2 separate regions of the Triticum aestivum genome follow, and region 2 is linked to region 1. The links are chromatin contacts, called in public Hi-C maps. All regions are on one chromosome and are shown on one strand. The core of a region is the stretch at or near the end of the contact, and the rest is flanking DNA. Distances in the headings are between cores, read along the strand shown. Region 1 holds the start of LOC123120555 (60S ribosomal protein L15-2). Region 2 holds the start of LOC123120566 (probable LRR receptor-like serine/threonine-protein kinase At1g67720).

The links. Hi-C and Micro-C count contacts between places; a contact is called where the count stands out from the background.
Region 2: a Hi-C map of leaf shows a contact between it and region 1, with 4 times the contacts expected there. The contact joins the promoter of LOC123120566 here to the promoter of LOC123120555 in region 1. A contact is called at or near these places in 2 of 5 Hi-C or Micro-C datasets (both in leaf).

What each region holds. Positions count from the first base shown.
Region 1 is chr5D:254,764,659-254,771,351 of IWGSC CS RefSeq v2.1, reverse strand. LOC123120555 (60S ribosomal protein L15-2) reads left to right here and starts at 3,986. Exons shown (of 4, transcript XM_044540566.1): 1 at 3,986-4,113; 2 at 4,217-4,383; 3 at 5,080-5,277; 4 at 5,375-5,849. The coding sequence starts at 4,110. The coding sequence ends at 5,620. It overlaps LOC123120553 (carbamoyl-phosphate synthase small chain, chloroplastic), which reads left to right. Exons shown (of 9, transcript XM_044540565.1): 8 at 936-1,101; 9 at 1,224-1,481. The coding sequence ends at 1,267.
Region 2 is chr5D:255,419,706-255,426,193 of IWGSC CS RefSeq v2.1, reverse strand. LOC123120566 (probable LRR receptor-like serine/threonine-protein kinase At1g67720) reads right to left here and starts at 3,271. Exons shown (of 15, transcript XM_044540573.1): 1 at 2,713-3,271; 2 at 1,887-2,421; 3 at 868-1,373; 4 at 612-744; 5 at 452-523; 6 at 302-370; 7 at 150-221. The coding sequence starts at 2,785.

The DNA of each region.
Region 1 (6,693 bases), core at 2,737-5,236:
ACTCTGCTCTTTACCTCATCTTTGGGCTTAGATTTTATCTTAGGCAGTAGGCACCTTACTACATTGACTGTAAGACATTAAAGCTAGTACATGGACTGTGAAGACCATAGTTTTGTGAATGCTGAAAGACTAAGTTTATATGGAAAAAAAGCCTTATAAGATTTCTGACAAGCAATCTTATTGGGCTTAGATTCGTGAAGTTAAAATCCAGTTGACTGGTTTCTGGATGTTTGTCATTTTTTTGACATAGTAATGATCTTCATTCTATGACTTGTGCCTTCTCTGTTTCACGAGGGTTTGCACAGTTAATTTTTGTTGTTATTTTTTACTCCCTCCGTCCCATAATATAAGAGCGTTTTTTACACTAACCATGATATTTTTTGAAGTTATCTATGGTCAAAGCTCAAAGGATTTGATTGTAGTGGGTATAATATATGGGTGTAATTGGCTTTAAGGCATTATTCTTGATCAAAACGTTGAAACTATCATTGTCAGTTTACAAGCATAGATTGTCAGTTTACCCCGCCCATTTTGCTTATCTTTTCAGTTAGTTTACTTGCCTTGTTTACTAGTATATTTTGCCAAATTGTAGTGATAGTCAGGTATGCGTAACTTTGGTAAGTCTAAGCCGCCTGCTTGAACCTATTTGCTTGGGTTTTGGTCTAGGGACTATGAAAGCCAGCATGAGGCCATCTGTGCAAGTTTTATACATTTTTTTGAACTTCAAGCTATATATTTCTGAAGATTCGTAGGTTAGTTTGGTTATTCATTACAAATTGTACTGGTGTTTAAGCAGCAGTGATAGTAAGTTATGATTATAAGCTGGTACCATTTTGTGTTGTTTCATTAGCTTATTGACAAGAATGACACTTTTTTTTGTCGTTTTTGAATAACTAGTGCATATGAATTGCTGTAACATTTGATTTGGTATGCAGAACCATAACTATGCTGTGGACCCTAAATCGCTCCCGGAAGGAGTACAAGTAACACACATCAACCTAAATGACCAGAGCTGTGCTGGTCTTGTGTTCCCCAAGATGAAGCTTATGTCTCTCCAGTACCATCCGGAGTCCTCCCCAGGGCCCCATGACTCAGACTTGGGTATGTATAACTTCTTGGCTACTGCATGCGCGCAAAACAGTTTTTCGGAAGACAAATTATTAGTTCCATTATTAATGTGGTCGTGGATGTGACTTACTGTTTTAACTCTTTTGGCGTTGCAGCGTTTGGTGAATTTGTGGAGCTGATGAAGAACAACAGATTGTGAGTGGAAGAAAGGTTGGGAAGCTTGGTGAGCATCATGAGTTGCGAAACTTGTACTCGGTTGGGTTTGTTGTTGGACCGACGCAGCGAGCTCCGAGGAGTTTGTATTTTTCTTGTTGATTTATCTTATCAGCTGACTAAACCTATAAAGTAACTAGTGGTATTGTACTATTTTGTTGGAGTTTAAAGAATAAAATCCTTTGAGCTGTTGTATTGTACTGCGCTTATTCTATTTCTGTTTGTGACGTCGGTATGAAATCCGTCTCCTTTGCTTTGCAGTAGAAAGGAAGAAAACATAATTCCCTAGGACAAGTTTCCAGTTGAGCTCCTGAGTTGACAATACATACATTTCTCTTACTGTTAAGCCCTTAAACCGATGAAATATAGGAGGTAATGTGGCGTGAGTTCTCATTGATTTTACAGATTCAAGGAAAGAAGATGATAACAGTGGAAGGGCAGCAGGCGAACTGAGCTTATAGGTCTTGTAGAGGCAGCTGGTCGGAGGTGCACTATTGGATTTTTAACACGACACGTGACTAACGATTGGATTTTTAACTCAGAGCACTCTACTGACTTGCGGAACAAACCATCCAACTCCTTGACGAAAATTTAACTTCGATGTCCCGAAGACATTGAGGCTAAATAATCCGCCTGGAATGAGATTTCCAAAATAGGTTGATTGATTCTTCACTCGGAAATAGGTTTCATTGAGTATAGACACGAAGACTTCAATCTTATTAGCTCTTAATAGTACGGTTTGATGTGACTACAATAAAAAAGATGAAACTAGTAAACAAAAGTGTACACCGCGTCTTCATATTCCTCGACGGGCATTCTGAATTCTTCAACTGTTCCACATAATTTTTAGGGGCCATAACTCTTCGGTTAAACCAAATCCTCAGGGATTTTCATCCATGTATATTCACAAACACATGGGTTCCTTAATTGCTTTATCATTAATCATCCAAACTCCAGAACATCAAAACATTTACAAAACCCACAAAATGAACAATAACATATTCCCTTTGATTGAAAACATTTGAAGCTCTAGGATTGTCCTAAGTCAAACTTCTATAGGTTCAATCAAGTTAATAGAAGAAAAAAAATTGACATCTACTGCACCAAATTAGTTTCATTAGAGTCATCACAGTGATATTTTTTAGTATATATATTTGATGTTGTGGATATTAGTAAAACTTTTTATGAACTTGTCAAACCCGAGGAAGTTTGACTTTGGACAAAACTAAAACTTCAAATATTTTGAAACGAAAGAAGTACCCAACAAAATAAGTAAATATCAATAGTTTTTCACAAATTAGAATAACCCTCGGCCTCTGCTGCACAACCAATTGCGGTACTCCAGGTAATCCACTCGGAGAATTCTTTCATTGGAGAAACAACGGTGGCAGTCTCTTTGTCGGAAGGCAATGGTTGCACTCTAGGTCATGACTTTTTATGAGATTTTGATTAATAAGATCAATAGAATACCGAATATTTTGGGATCTACAATATGTGCAGATTAGGTGGTGCCACAATATGCTAGTTCATTTGATATGAAACCAGGTATAGCTGGTACATCACACTTGCATGGTCTATTAGCTGACAACATACTTCATTTGAGCAACCAAATGTTGATGGCGGAATGAAGCTTAAATCAGACAATTCATTGTTTTCCAAGGAAACGCGTTTAATAGGGTGTGAGTGGGACAATGATTATATGACCACAAAATGTCCCCCTATGGAACCCGTTACCGGTGGCATCTATCCCTTGTTGATCAACAGAAATGAGGCGTCGATTCAAGTGGTTTATTAGAAGGAACAAATGACAGTAAGACTAGAGCAAGATAGTGCAATCGATGTTTTTTTTTGGTGTTCGCTATATAATGGTTAAATTCTCTTTAAGAAAAAATGATACTATATATTAAGTAAATATATATTTTTCATTCCTTGACCTCCCCAAAAGTATAAAAATTGTCCCTCAACTTCAAAACCAGCAAATCTTACTCCATAATTGAAATCAGATAAGTTTGGTCCCTCCTGCTTCTTCGGGTGGTTTCGTGCCAACATGGAGTCGTATGCTCAAATGTCTTAGGTGCTTCCAAATTTTCATCAAAAAATATTATCCAATGAGCTCTACACGTGAGAAAAAAATTAGTGTTCAATACTTTGAGAAGTGAAATCGTTTTGTTGTGCAGAGCTCCTCGAATGTTTTTTGCGCATGAAATCTTGCAGGCACCTACAAAGTTTGAGCATATTTGATGTCTCAAAATTTCAGATTTAGGGTTCTATCTTTTTTAATTTACTGTTCACGAGGGTGTAGGGACACCCCGGAGCAACTTTGGCCACCTTAGTCATGCTTACTGTGCCGGCCCATTAGCTCGCGTGCCCAACACGTCTTAGGCCCTACCCGACACATGGTTAAACGAGTCATACCTCGCACGCGACATGCCTGGGGCCGTGCCAGGGCCGCGAGGCTAGGCCTGCATGCTGGCACAACGCGACTTAAAAAAATTAATTTTATATATAGGCCCAAAAATATGTGGTTTTTTTTGACATGCCAAAAACATGTGGCTAACAAGGGATAAACGGGCCATAGGCCCAACACCTTTAACTAATGTGCTGGGCCTGGACCTGGAACTGCTGCACGCGTGTTGTCATGGCACGGCCCGTTTATAAACGGGCTGCCGTGGGCCATGCCAGGCACGTCTAATAGGGCCCAGGCTGTGCCGGCCCATTTGCCAGGTCTGCCCGGGTGTTAAAAGACCACTCTCTCCCCAAGCCCTAAGGCTCCACGCTCCCCCTCCCCGCCGTCTCCGCACTCTGCCGCCGCAGCCGCAGCCGCAGCCATGGGTGAGCCCCTCCGTCTAGCAGCTCCTCTTCCTCCCGCAACCTCGCCCGTTTGCCTTCTCGCATGTATTATTGCGCGCTCGTTTTGATGGATTCGTGGTGGCAGGCGCGTACAAGTTCGTGTCGGAGCTATGGAGGAGGAAGCAGTCGGACGTGATGAGGTTCGTGCAGCGCGTGCGTTGCTGGGAGTACAGGCAGCAGCCGGCCATCGTGCGCATCACCAGGCCCACCCGCCCCGACAGGGCTCGCCGTCTCGGCTTCAAGGCCAAGCAGGTTCGCTTTCCCTCCTAGATCCGATCCTCCCTTCTGTTCCTTGTGCGATGCCATGGCTGGGTACATATATGCTTGTGGTTGCTGGCCTAGGTCGACTAGTTTTCTTCGTCTGGTGGTTCGTTGTGCGGGGAAACTGCGCCTTTTCTGTCTCGTCGATGCTAGGTTTAGTTTTAGTTGATGGAAGTTCTATGCCATTTTTCTGCAACAAACTGCACTTGGTCTTTTGGAACAGATCTGAACTTACTCCAGTCATGATGCCACGAACACATGTTTGTAAAATACACGACGAGGCATTATGTGGTTGTCTCTTGTGTTATCTACCAATTTTACAAGTTCTAACCGCTTGTTCATTGCCCGGTTGTCTAAATGCTTGCCTTGTTTCATTGTTGAATGCTTGTTTCTATGCGAGCCTTGCACGCTGAAGCATGTTCATTGGATATATTCACAGTTAGTTCCTTCGGTTTATAGATTGGATTTAGGATTTGAGGGTTCAATTGGTTGTGCTGGATGCTTTAGTGAAATGTGAATTGTCCATTAAGCATTGCTGCATAGCTTATAGCTTTTGGTCCAATAATTGATGCATGTCTTTGTTTGTAATTTTTGTTGCTTTGATTTGTGCAGCTATCTTATTCTGCACTACTTTCTCCACGATATAATTGATTCCCTTTGCTTACCATATGTTCCTTGTGTGTCTAGGGGTATGTGGTCTACCGTATCCGTGTCAGGCGTGGTGGCAGGAAGAGGCCAGTGCCCAAGGGTATTGTCTATGGTAAGCCCAAGCACCAGGGTATTACCCAGCTCAAGTTCCAGAGGAACAAGAGGTCTGTTGCTGAAGAAAGAGCTGGGCGCAGGCTGGGTGGTCTTCGTGTGCTCAACTCCTACTGGGTGAATGAGGTATATACTTGTTAGTTGCTATGATGTGTGGAAATGGCTGGGAATTCTCAAGTCTGATATTCACTAATTTTCTGCTTGTGCGTTTCTTGTTCTGTAGGACTCTACCTACAAGTACTTTGAGGTCATCCTTGTTGATGTTGCTCACAGTGCTGTCCGCAACGACCCAAGGATCAACTGGCTCTGCAAGCCCGTGCACAAGCACCGTGAGCTTCGCGGACTCACGTCGGCGGGAAAGAAATTCCGTGGTCTGCGTGGCAAGGGCCACCGCCACCACAAGAACAGGCCCTCAAGGAGAGCCACCTGGAAGCGCAACCAGACCGTCTCCCTCCGCCGCTACCGTTAAGCTGCCCTATGCACACCTTGATAGTATTTTGTTTGAGCCATCAGGTTTTGCTACCTTCGTTCTGAGACTACTTGAAGCTTGTGCTAGAACCTTTATGTCGAGGCATATCTGTTGAACTATTTGCTATCTGCCTGTGTTACCAGAAGAAAGAATGGTTTAGTAATCGTATGCTGTGTGCTATGCTGTCATATGTTTGCTCGTTCACCTTATAATGTTATGATGCTTTTCATCTCTTTGCATATGGGAAATTCTTCAATTGCTTGTTGTCATCTGTGTTATATTGCTTGCTACTGGTTTTATCTAAATGTTGGTTTGCAAATTTTTAGGGTTTGCTGGTCTGCAATTTTTTGTGGCTCAAATATGGAAGTTTTTTTTTGAAATTCTGTTAATTCTTTCGGGTCTCTTTGAGCCACTTGACAGCGGATGTGCTCGTGTCCACCTAAGAAAGGGAAATCTTAGTGAGATGACTTCGAGGCTAGCCTTGTAAGGATGGTTTTTCATTTCGGAAGACAATACAACCTGTCATCTTACATAGTAGTCAACTCAAATGCTAATATCCATTTCTGAGCCTGGGCTCAGATGCACACCCAATGGACAGGGGTAATCCCGTTTCCTAGTTGTACATGTAGAGGAAAAGTCTGTCCAGCCTATTCGGATTCGTGAGGCTTTGCCTAAACACCCGAGTCACGCTCTTGCAGTTTTGCTTAGTTGAGTGATCATGTAAGTTTTTAATCATAAATTTGCACCTTACTGTATATGTGGGGGACTTTTTGTGATGATATTTCAATATGGTTTCTTTGGCAGAAAGAGCGTACCTCCCCATTTCATCAAAGAAACCGAAAACTCCGAAATGGTGTTGGCCGAGCCTCGTGTAGATAAAAGGTTTCTTTAGGCTCTGCTATGGTATGTATTGCCGAACGCCCGAACCCAATTTCCGTGAGGCTGTGCTATGTCATTCAGATCAAAGGTGTAAGGACATCTACAACGCCCAACCCTTAAACTGTCCGGAACGCGCGATTCGGATTGTATTGCCTATATCGGTTCGCCGACCGATTCGGATGTGATTTTTCCCA
Region 2 (6,488 bases), core at 2,022-4,521, 660 kb before region 1:
GAAAGATAAAATTAATAGCATCGACAAAAAATTGAGCACAGAACATCAGGAGACAAAGAGAGGAAGGACAGTCTGGACCACTGTATCAACTTCTATTCTCCATAGTAAGGGGTGCATAAACAAAGTGCACAAAATTATGAAGAACTTACAGCTCTTTGAGGTTAGGTAGTTCTCCCAAAGAGGATGGCAACGCGCCGTTTAACTGATTGTTTTCAAGGTGACTGCATATATATAAAACCACGTTGGATTAGTTCAATAAATCCTGCAGAATGCTGCTCTATGACAAGAACTGCAAACTCACATATACTGCAGATTTCTGCATCCACTAAAATCAGGGATTCCACCAGAAAATGAGTTACCATCGAGTCTTCTGCATTTACAGAAATAAGTAGATCAGACAAGAGAAAGCAAAAAAAAAAAAGGATGGAAAGAATGAACTATCTGAGCTTACAACTCGACCAATGCCGATAACTTTGTCAACTCCTCAGGGATACTTCCTGTGATGTTCTTCTCTGACAATGTGCTGTGAGGGACAATTCTTAGGTTTTATAACAAGGAATTAATCAATAAATCCAAAGTGAAGGCAGAATTGCAGATTAAATTTATCATACATCGAAAGAACTCTGGGTGCTGCTTCTGAACTGCATTGCACCCAGGTCCATGACACTGGTAAGCATGGATCGCCACCCTCTTGCGCCCAACCTGCTTGAGGATACCGTGAGGCCAAGCTAGACATGGTGTTTGCTGTCAATATAATGGAACGACTAAATTAGTCAAAAAGTATTATTTTTTTTCACATCAGAGAGAGACTACACAGTTAGCTTGATCTGGAAAAAAATGATAACAACAATGTGGACAAGTGCTTACCATCTTGAGATCCCATGGTAATCTGAACATGTTTGTAAATTTCCATAGCATTCAAAATAGGTCCCTTTGAAGAATCATTTGTCTTCTTGAACTCGAAAGAGAAAACAAATGGAAGTGTCACATTTGTGTAACCTGGTTGGTACAAACGATACTTCCCCTGCGCATTCTCCTCCACGTCAACGGTTGGTTTACTGAATAATGGCATGCCAGGAACCACTAACTTAAATTTCCTAGTTTCATCTGGGGCCAAATCTTCAATTTCTGCAAAATATGAGACTGCCCATGCATTTCCCGGGAACCCTTCCAAATCAAGCCGGTAGTTCAAGGATCCATTTTGGCCAACCACTGCTGTTTGCATGACCTTTTCAGGTGGTTCTAATTCAGTACCGACGAATACAGGTTTTGTGGTTGTTATTCTTTCAGTCCCTGGAGCAACATCAACAAGGTAATTCGCTCTCCTCAAAGAGTCGGATTCCCATATTCTATCAAATGGATCATCAGGGTACCTGAGAAATTCAAAGGAAGAGCTCCCTTCAACTATATATTTTTATTGAACAAGGCATTTTATATCAAAACTAAAAACACATGATACTAAGTGAAGCACGATCAGAACTTTGTTATGTAACCTCCCAAAAAAGGAAGAACTTTTTGTGGCAGTATGGCGCAGTTAGACACTCTAGTGGTACAATATAACTGCAAACCTAAGTATAGGACAGAAGATTGCAAGAACAAACACATGTTCATATGAAGCTATTGGCAATGTTCATATCGTGTACTACCTCCATTCCGAATTATAAGATGTTCTGGATATTTCAATATAGACTACATATGGACTGAAATGAGTGACCAAACACACTAAACGCGTCTATATACATCTGATTCAGAAAAAAGTCAGAACATCTTATACTCACTCCGTCCCATAATATAAGAGCGTTTTTGGTACTAGTGTAGTGCCAAAAACGCTCTTATATTATGGGACGGAGGAAGTAATTTGGAATGGAGGGAGTAGTATACAGTACCTGACTGATTTATTGCCATCAGCACCAAAATTTATCCTTGCAGACAGTGCAAGGAAGAACTGTGCCTCATAGTCAGTATAGTAGAGTGAACCGTTAAACTGGCGAAGCTCGAGTGTAGAGATAAACGGCTGTCCTGTGCTGGCATTGGAGAGGCAGACACTGAGTGTGGGAGCGGCAGCCAAGATAATCGCCTCCTCTACAACCGGCGTGTCGGCATCATCGATTATGACCGTGGACCAGGGAGTGGCTCCCAGGGAGAGATCAAACTTGGGGTATACGTTGCTGTTGTCGAAGTTGCCGTAGAGGAAGCTAGCTCTGACGAGGTAGCGTGTCCTGGTCCTCACATTCATCGTGTAGCAATACTTGCTGGTGTCTGCTGGAAAATACCTCAGAGTTGAATATTGTTTCTGGAGCTGGTTTTGGACCGGCAGGTTTGTGGCCTGCCCACCGAAGACCAGCTTGGCATCAGAAGTCCACTGGATGCCAATGCCATCTGTGTAATCATCAGCTCCCCCACAATCCAAGCTGATGAAACCTGCACGCAAGCAAATTTGCTATTTTTATTTGGGATTTGCTCGTCCCCTAAACTTAGAAAGTATAATAGTAGCATACATAACTTAGCAAGTAGTATAGCATAAATGTGTTGCCCAAGAAGATGAAATCTGAATGAATTATCAACTAGTACATGAACATGTATACGCTGCGCAAATCTCCTTAGAAATCTGGACTCTTTCGGCATCTAAGGCTATGGATTCTAACCTAAGCAGGTGCGCCAATCCTCCATGGCCCAAGAATCTCGCGAGAAGAGAAGGAAAGGGCGACTCACCAGGCTGAGCAGCGGAGAGCGAGAGGAGCAGCAGCAGCTGGAGCTGGAGGAGAAGCGCGGCGGCGGACGCCATGGGGTTCCCTCTCGAGACCTCACTCCCACGGAGGCAAGCAAAGAAGAGAAGCAGCTAGGCAACCTGAGCTGCTGCTGCTGCTGGTGGTCCGTCGATCTTGAGCAGACACCCTCTCGACTCGAGCATCAAGGGGTCAAAACCGGACGGATCCTCATCCCAGTCCAGGCGCAGGAGGAGAGGAGGAGCACAGCGGCAGCCTCTAGTATCCTTCCTTCACTCCATTGTTTCCGCCGAGGTGCTGCCAGCGACTGCGAGCGGGGAAAGGCTCTGCTTGTGGCGGCTCCTCCTCTGGTTCCTGGGTCTGGGAAGTGGGAACAGCGCAACACAAAGCTAGAAGAAGAGGATGAGCACACGCCGTAATCCGTATGCTGGTGCCCCTTTTGCTGGGGAGGAACAAATCAACGGAGTGGGGCGCTTTGATTGTTCAAAAATCGACAAAAGGAGGAGGGATTAGGGGCGGGCGGCGAGAGAGTGCGTCTGTCTGCCCGTCTCAGTGGAGAAAAGGCAGTGTGGAAGACAGTGAAAAAGAAAGACGAAAGGAGCCCCACCTGGGGAGAAAGGTGCGGCTGACAGGTCGGGCCCACCGCCGCTGGCAACCCAAAGCAAAAGGGTAGGCGGCACTAATTCTCTTGGAACTGTGTGGGAGGAGCGCTGTGGACCGTCTTGTGGCCCTTCTTGTGGTGGATGCTACCATGTGGTAGTAGCTAGGGTGTTCTTTTTTACTACTACTATACTTTCATAGTCTTCAATGGGAGATTTTAAAGGAAAAAAAGAACCAACCCAAATCTCCTTTAGTGAGCAAAGTATCAAATGGTTAACCACGAGAATCCCTCAGAAGCAACCTTCCTCTCCGCCGTAGTTATGAACGGACAGGAATGCATAGTGCATATATAAGAGGGTTGGGATTAGGCTCGGTTTTATAATTTAGCTTCTCGTATCTAGAGGCATACCAGACGATTTTTAAGAATATATATGCCTTTTCTCTCAATACACTTTTCATTGTGTCGGGTTTTAACCAGGCCATGAGTCGATTATTTTACTTTCCGGTTCACTCCCACTCCACAACGGAAAAAAGTAGGTGCCACAATATGGGGCGATACAAATTGGAGAGAACGGTCTGATGATCCTCTACAGCTTACTTGATAGCCAAACGTACCCATGAATGATAACGATATAGTACATTTGTTGGTGTGTACTATAGGTTTTGGCGCAACATGACTACAACGCACGAAAGAGGATGATACATGGAGATGTGGGAAGGCTGGCAAAAACCGTTTTTGAGATTTTGTATTGTTTTCTAGAGCAGAGGCTTGAGGTGCAAGATTGAAATCAGACATAGTTGATAGTAGTCTCCACATTATTCTTTTGAGCACAGTTATATATTTTTTTCGACTACATTTGTAGGAATGTGTGTTGCATAATCTAAGAGATAAGTCTTGTCCGGGGTGAAAAAACCCATCTCTTGTCTTTTATTGGTCAAGCTCAGCAGTGACAAACTTGCTTTGTTAGGCATTGTCTACTTGCTATTGTGTCGATTTTCATTGAGTGGTCATGGCAACCAGTATGAAAATCGTTGTCTTAGGTCACCTCAGGTCGGATGTTACGATGATGCCGCGAGGACCTTTACCCCTCATTGAAGACGTTGCTACGGAAGAAATTCGACTTAGTCGTCAGTGTTTATTTCACATCTTGTAATGGTTTGGCTATGATTAAAGTTTGTTCTGTACTATGCTTAAGACTAATTGATAAGAATGGATGTGTGCATCAAGTAATGCATGAGCCCGGGGTTTAACCTCCTTTTCACAAGAAAAAAAATCAGCGAGAAAAATAAATGCTCATCAGACGAGTGGTTGCCTTGTAGGTTCGTGGGCTAGTACGTAGTTCAAAGTGCATAGATTGAGCTAATCCGTACACGTTTCATGTATGCATGGTACGGCGGACAACAAACTCCATCATCAACCTTCGTACGTACAAGCTTGCCAAAGCTAGTATACCAACTTGATAATTTCATCCATGTGTAGCACGTACGACAGATCTGCCTGTTGAACCGAAATGACCAATGATCGAACGTGAATGTAACTAAAAAATACAGATTCGGTAACAACTTTATCATATAGTAAAAGCATGCTCTATCATTGTTCCCTGGCGTCCCAGCTAGCGAGTACGTACTGTTGTCGATCTTTTCGTCTCTCAACTTTTCCCGAATGCGTTCATGCTGAGCCCAGTGAGCTAAAAGTAAAGGCATTTCACGTACGTACGTGACCAAAAAGAAAGAAAGGAGGGACATGAGCAGCAACATGGATCCATGCATGATTCCGTTCCAATTCCATCATATACCATGCATGCATGGCTCTGTGTGAAAAGAGAGAGGATTAAAAGGGACAGGAAAGAATGAAACCACAAGCAAGTGTGTGTTTTGTGGTGGTGTCTTGAGCTTTAAGCATGGCCAAAGCTAGCAGGAGCAGGCAGGCTAGGGTGTACATGTGAGGCGTCACAATCATTGTTGAGTGTTCTGCATCATGCATGCACCCTTACAAGCTAAGATAGCTCAATCTGAACATGTATGTATGTAATATGTATCCCAAGCATGAAGCAATGGTTTTTCTTGGGTCGGTAGTCATGTTCGTGAATTAATGGCCGGGCTTGCCAGGACGATCGACCACCTTCAAGTTCAAGGAGTTGCGTTTGGAAATACTGCAAGATAAGATATTGTCTCTAGACCATGGCATCAAGACCTAGCTATCAGGAGTTGAGCTAGCTAGAAAACTGGTACTGCTTGCCAGAGGGCCAACCAAACAAATTGAGAATCTGCATGCATGTGAGATGTTGCTGATGATAATGGAAATTTGTGTCTTATTTCACCTGATATGTGCTGTCTGCTGACATAGAGAGGCAGTTATTATCATTAAAAAACCACTCGCAAAAATATATATTATATAAAAAAATACTCACTTAGAAATAGCCACCAATATTTATTTTTGAAATCAATAGCCACCAAATCTTGAAGCTGCTTTTGTGACCAACCGCTGGCACATATAATTTCAACTTCCTTTCTTTTTGAAAAAAATTTATATGTATCCGAAAAATGGTATTAACGGATGATATTACTGATATGATATGATATGGTATGATGATGCATCGATCAATTGGTCAGAGCAATCAATGCCATGCATCCACGCATCCATCACGTTTGGAAAAGCCAGATAGCTAAGCTACTTGGCAACGAGGACCTTTGGTTGTTACTTTTAGCAATGTGTCGACGATCGTGCAAGCCCTTCCCTTGCTTGTGGTGTCTAATTGAGCGTTGCTGCAAACTAGGCTGATTGATAGCTTTGCCAAAAAGGAGAAGCACTTCACTCCCAGCAGGGAGATGGAGGGATATCCATCCATCCATCGATGAGTGACAATCGTCCCATGCATGCACAAAATTCACACGACGACGTTGACGTCCACAACTATACTCACCGCCTCCTTGGTAAATTAATCTACTCGGGCCGGGTTGCTACGACGGAAGTATCTTTCTAAGCCCGAGCTCAAATGCTCCTGGTGTAAACAGTAAAATAAAAAAAGATAAAAGAAATATTAAAAATTTTATGATTTTTGTGTGATAATATTTAAGTAATGTTTGAAGTGCATGCAAAGTTTCATCACGAAATAACATTGGTGAAAGTCGTGACAAACAAAAATCAAGCTCCAAAATGCA